Regions from separate parts of the Mus musculus genome. Here region 1 is linked to region 2. The links are chromatin contacts, called in public Micro-C maps. All regions are on one chromosome and are shown on one strand. Each heading gives the region's core, a stretch centred on a gene start, on an enhancer-like site or on the middle of the called end of the contact. The rest is flanking DNA. Distances are from core to core; before and after follow the strand shown.

Evidence for each region. Hi-C and Micro-C count contacts between places; a contact is called where the count stands out from the background.
Region 1: a contact with region 2 is called in a Micro-C map of embryonic stem cells, with 2.4 times the contacts expected there. The contact joins two enhancer-like sites. A contact is called at or near these places in 2 of 484 Hi-C or Micro-C datasets (both in embryonic stem cells) and 4 of 115 datasets of contacts at active chromatin or transcription factors (embryonic limb bud, large pre-B cells, memory CD8 T cells and 1 more).

The regions. Positions count from the first base shown.
Region 1 is chr11:117,584,832-117,587,885 of GRCm38.p6, reverse strand. No RefSeq gene overlaps it. Among named protein-coding and RNA genes, the nearest start is that of Gm51933, 18 kb to the right of the region's middle. Within about 2 kb of position 1,300, at least 14 of the 459 cell types and tissues checked have an H3K27ac peak or open chromatin away from gene starts, as enhancers often do. A contact at or near this core is called in embryonic stem cells, where this site is marked.
Region 2 is chr11:117,079,809-117,082,843 of GRCm38.p6, reverse strand. No RefSeq gene overlaps it. Among named protein-coding and RNA genes, the nearest start is that of Mir6516, 4.0 kb to the right of the region's middle. Within about 2 kb of position 1,458, at least 257 of the 459 cell types and tissues checked have an H3K27ac peak or open chromatin away from gene starts, as enhancers often do. A contact at or near this core is called in embryonic stem cells, where this site is marked.

The DNA.
Region 1 (3,054 bases), core at 51-2,550, 510 kb before region 2:
GTGGATGCGATGTGACTGGTTCTTTCAATCTGCTCCTGCTGTGACTTCCCTTCAAGGATGGCCTGTCACCTGGCATTGTGAGCTAAGATTAACCCTTTTTCCCCTAAAGGGTTTTTGCTGGACATTATATTACAGCAACAGAGATGAAGCTAGGACACCAAGGAATCTGCTTGTCTCTGCCTACCATCTCACCACCACTGAGATCAGCAGAGTGCCAGCTTCTAACACGGGCACTGGGGATCCAGACTCAGGTTCTCATGTTCCTGACTGAGCCATCTCCCCAGCACCCAAGGATGCTCTTGAGAGGAGAGGTGTGAAATCCAATTCTAGAATGGTCTCCTGAGAATGACTGGCAAACAGGAGATTTCTTCAGTGCATCTGTTGGCCATGTGGAATCTTCAAGTGGTGTCTTAAGAGGACAGAAGAGGTGACCCAGAAGGAGACAGGCCTTTTCTCTCACAGAAAAGTAGCCCTTCATAGTCCTTCCCAGATCCTCCAGATCATGAGCAAAGCTGCAGCCATGTTCCCACAGCGCTACATGCTATGTCGAATGGTTTGGGGACTTGTCACCGAGCCTTGAAGCCGACCAGCTTCCTAGGCCTCTGCTGACATTGTTAATTTCTGCTACACTTGGACTGATCTATCTCTGAGCAGCCGGGCTTTCTCATTCATTCAGCTGTGGTTCATTTTTCATTTGCATATTCACTGATTCATTTGCACATTCATTTATTTATTTGCATATACATTTCTTCATTTGCATGTTCATTCAGCATTTATTAACTGTGCTTGGTGCTGGGATATAAGGAGCCACCCCGACACAGCTCAGTTCTCCCAGAGCCCCTAGGCTGAGCCAGAGCTCCCTAGAGGTGGGGGTGGCTCAGATAGTCCCAGAAGGAGGAGGAGGGGTTTGATTGAAGAGGGTGTTCACAAGGGACTGGTGTTTAAGACTGAAGAGGAAGGAGTTGAATGTGGAGACTGGAGGATGCTAGGCAGAGAGAAGCGGGTGCAGAGCCTGTGGCTAAGGAGTGGGTACCCATCAACAAGGAGAACTTGCCGTATCTCAGCTGGGAATTTCCAAGGGGTCAGGATCCCAAAGATACACCCGGTTTCTGGGTTAAGCTGAGTGGAAGGTCTATTTGTGGAAAGGAGCTGCTTGGGGTGAGGGGGTGCCTTACCAGTCCACCGAATGTCTTTCCCAGGCACCGTCTTCAAACTCTTCTGGAATTTAGCCAGCACATCCTTGGACATTGTCAGCCCCACGGGAGATGGGGCTCCCGTGTGGAGGTAGACACAAGGGAAGCAGGGCAGAAAGCCACCCTCACCTGAACTGTCCAGAGTCTCGGCCAGACTCAGTAGGGTCTCTGCATACTTCGTAGGAGCAAATCTTGCCTGCTGAATGCTTGTGAGAAGGATCCTATCTTCTCCTTCCCTCCTTCTCTTAAGCCAGGCACAGACTTTCAGAGCCTGTGTCCCATTTCGAAGTCTGTTTACTCTGCAAAATTAATCTCTTTGATGCCTGGAGAAACAAGACTCGTATTAAACAAAGCCCTGGCCTTGGATTCTGCACACTAAGCTCTGCTAAGGAGGCTCTTAGCGTACACACTCAGGAAAACAATGCCCCAGGCTCAGGTTGCATATCCAGTGTGTGACCTCTGAGGTAGGGGGCACAGCCTTCATTACATCATATTAGTGGGTCACATGCATGCCTTCCAGATGTGAAGCTACAACCACGTGGAGAAAGAGACACAGTGGTAGATTAGAATAAATGGGGAGGGGGTTAGGACCATGCAATCTTCACTGTTGAACAAGATTGTGTGTATGTGTGTTTGTGTGAGTACTTTTGTGTGTGTGTGTCTTTGTGTGTATGTGTGTGTTTGTGTCTTTGTCTCTAACAAGGTCTTCCTAGGAAGCCTGCTAAACCACTAATTACTGGGATGTAGCTTGGTTGTTGGAGTGCTTGCCTAGCACACAGGAGGCCCTGGGTTTGATCCCTAGCACTGCATGAACCAGACAAAGTGGCACACACCTGTGATTCCAGCACTCAAGAAGTGAAAGCAGGAGGATCAAGAGTTCAAGGCTGTGGTAGTTTGAATGCGAATGGCCCCCATAGACTCATTTGAGTGCTTGGTCTCCAGCTGGTGGAACCATTTGGGAAGAATTAGGAGGCGTGGCCTTTCTACAGGAGGTGCATTACTGAAGGTGAGCTTAGAGGTTTCAAAGGCATTCTCAGTTAGCTCTCTGCCTCCCGATTGTCTTAACACGTGAGTTCCAGTGCATGCCTGCCCCGCCCTCTTCCTTGCTTCCCACAATGATGATCACAGATTCACTCTCTGAAATTGTAAGCCAGCTCCCGTTAAACTCTTTCTTCTATAAGTTGCCTTGGCGGTATCTCTTCACAGTAATAGAAAAGTTCTTAAGACACTGGTTATCCTCGATTACACAGTGAGTTTGAGACTAGTCTGGGTGACATAGACCTTTTCTCAAAACAGAACAAACAAGCAAGTAGTAACAGCCAAATAAAGACCTGGGAGGCCACTTGGCTACCACAGTCACAAATACACAGCATGTGGGGTGTGGGTGCCCCTGGGCTCTTGGCCTGTTCTGCATACATATGTGACAGTTGGAATGAAAATGGCCCCAGAGCCTGGTAGGGAATGGCACTGTTAGGAGGTGTGGTCTTGTTGTGTCACTGCGAGTGGGCTTTGAGGTTTTAAGTGCTCAAGCCAGGCCCAGAGTCTCTCTTGCTCTGTCTTTAGTTCTGGATATAGAATTCTCAACTCCTCCAGCACCATGTCTGCCTGTGCCTAGCCATGCTTCCTGCCGTGATGTGCAGAGGACTAAGCCTCAGTACTATAAGGCAACCTTAATTATATGTTTTTCTTTATATGAGTTGCAGTGGGGGCTGGTGAGATGGCTCAGCGGGTAAGAGCACCCGACTGCTCTTCCGAAGGTCCGGAGTTCAAATCCCAGCAACCACATGGTGGCTCACAACCATCTGTAACAAGATCTGACTCCCTCTTCTGGTGTGTCTGAAGACAGCTACAGTGTACTTAC
Region 2 (3,035 bases), core at 209-2,708:
TCAGGAGAGGCGAGCTTCCCAATCCCCTCCAAAGAAGAAAGCACGAAGCTAACTAAAGCCTCCCGCTTGCCAGTCCAGGCTGTTGGCCCCAGGAGACTTGCCCAGCACCCCAAAGCCTCGCTGCCCTCCTCTCTGCAAGAGGCTCCACTTACTCTCTGACCTTAGGTTTTGCTAAAGGTCACGTCTCTGGCATTTCCTGGCTCTCTTACCTAGGACGGAAAACAACAGGAGCCTGACTGCTCTCCTTCCCCACACCTTCTCTGATGCATTTCCTGCTTTCCCTGAGGGATGGGAAGTTCCCAGAGGGCTCTGTAGCCGGATATGGCCAGCAGTTAGCACCCAATTACACTTCACTGGGGTCCATCAGAAAGCTCAACTAAATGAGTTTGATCCACCAGAAAGGCGTTAACCAGGTTCAGAGAACCACACTTCTGGAACACCCGGCTTTTCCTTTCCATTCGACCTTGGCTTTCAAGGGCATGGCAACCATTGATCTAACATCGCTGGCTCTGTCTTATCTGTACTTTTCAGCATTAAGTTGAGCTGTTCTTGTCTTGGATGCTTAAAACCCAGCGGTTCTCAACCTGCGACTCTTTAATACAGTTCCTTACGCTGTGTGATCCCCATCCATAAAATGATCCTTTGTTGCTACCTCATAACTGTAATTTTGCTATTATGAATCATTATAATTTTTGGAGACACAGGTTTGCCAAAAGGGTTGCAACACACAGGTTGAGAACTGATGTGAACCCTTGCAGCTGGGGGAACCCACCCACAGATTAGTAGAACAGCATCCTGAGGAGTGTCTGCATGGAGAGGCACATTAGAACATGCCCTTGCCCCCAACTGCACAAGCCCAGAATGGGGTCAGCTGCTCCAGGATGTGAGCGTTTCCTAGAGACGGAGCACAACTGGGACCAACTGACGGATTCCTAAGCAAGTGCCCCACCCTGCCGCTGCACCTCCCGCATAGCTTTCTGATGAAAGAAGTCTTGGCTTCAAACACAAATGGATTCTACCCTTTGTAGTACTGGCTGTTACAAGAGCGCCTGGTGTGGAACTGCGCCCTCTAGTGGACAGAAAGAGAAGCAAAATTCCACAAGCGCTTTAGCATTTTAAGGGCTTCTTTCTGCGTGTCTCAGAGTTATTTTTCCTCAAGTGCTGTCCACTTTGCTTTTGAGACATGTTCTCTGACTGGCCTGGGGGTTACTATGTAGGTTAGACCAGGGGCCAGTGGGCCCTAGGATCTGCCTGTTTCTGTGACTCCTAGGTTGGTATTAAACACGTGCCACCATGTCCAGATTAGTTTTACTGGGTTCTGGGAATCAGAGTCCTTGGTTTGTCCTTGCTTCTCGAGGCAAGCACTCTACCAACTGAGCTATCTCTCAGGCTCTAAGGCTTTCTTGACCACTAATTTCATGGGGCTGTTCTAATTCTTATGTAATCCAGGGTGGCAGCGGGCCAAGCCAGCCCAGGACTTGCCAGAGGCTACATCTTAAGCATGCCTGTGGGGTCAACTAGTCAGCGCCTATCATGTGTAGGCAGCCACAGGGCCAGGGGATCTGTGGAGTAGATAGAAGGGTGCAGGGCTTGGCTGGGAACTCTTGCAGCCACATGCAATACTCTGGGCTTCAGTAGCAGCTGTAGGTCCTCGAGTTCCAAAGGCGGCCAGCGAGCCAGAAGGCTACTGCTGAGCAGTCAATAAAGATGCCGGCAGAGGAAGAAGCCACCTAGCTGGGGGTGGCATTTCAGAGGGAAGAGGACGGATGTAGAGGCCACCCTGCCCTGGGCAAACATCTGCCTCAGAAGTCCCAGCACACACTCAGCATGGTGGTGACACCTGTACCAGCCATGAGCATGAATTTGAGGCTAGCTTGTACGACAGAGTGGGATACTGTCTTAAAATCCCACTGGGATCACACGGAGGCACATGCCTGTAATCCCAGTTCTTGTGGGAAGGGTTGCGGGGAGTTTGAGTCTAGCCTGGGCTACACCGTAAGTTCTAAGTCATTCAGAATTGCATGTGAGACCCTGTCACAAGTCCCAGACCAAGCACTGAACTCCTGGACCCTCCAGCACCCTCCTTGGACTGACCGGAAGAACCGTGGGCTCCGAGTATCCCCACCAACCTCAGCTGCTTCCCGTCAGTTTTCTGCTGATAACCAGACACACGCTCAGAGGGGCCCAGGAGCTGTGTGCTCAGAAGACTTGTCAAACCAGGACTGCGCTGGTCCTCTGAGGACCTGTGAACAGAAGTCCCGGGCTGCTCAGACAAGCTGAGGGCAGATTGGAGCCACCATGAAGACACTGCGTTCTGTGGGCAGGAAAAACACCCCACACTGGATGAGTCAGGAACCTGCCACCACAGCAGTCTACTCCAGAAAGATCACCACAGGCTATTTTCTCCAGTGTACACTGCATCTCAACACCTTCATTTAGGCAGCACAGTCTTTTTCTAGAGACGGCACGTGGACGACAGTACCAATTTCGTGAGGCCCAAATGTGATCGCTGAGACGATGCCAGGAGCCTGCAGCTACTGCAGCTTCCTGCCTGGGTAGCACCAGGCTTCTCCCACGGGATGCGCCTGCTTTACCTATTGTCACCGTACCTGTGTCAAGGCACTCCAGGTACAGAGAGGAAGTGACATGCCTAAGACCACAGGGCTGGCTGGTGCTGAAGCCCCAGTGTGAAGAAACCCCAGGTGTTTCTGCCTCCACGATGAGCCCTCCCTGGGTCATCACCTAAGCGGCTCCTGTACACTGGAGACGTCCAAGGGGCCTCCGCCACAGCTCTGAGTCTTTCATGTTATGGCCAGCGGTTGCAAACCACTGAATAACTTCCAACACAGGTTGAAATGACAGCTCCCGCAGACACGGGGTGGGGGTGGCAGGGGAGTCAAGACCACAGAGGCCCAATGAATCATACCTAATGACATAACGTACGCCGAACCGAGGTCAAAGTTCAAGTCAGCCCCTCACCCAACGCAAGCAACCCACGCACAACATGGGAGACACGCCACCCTGGCATTGCTCTT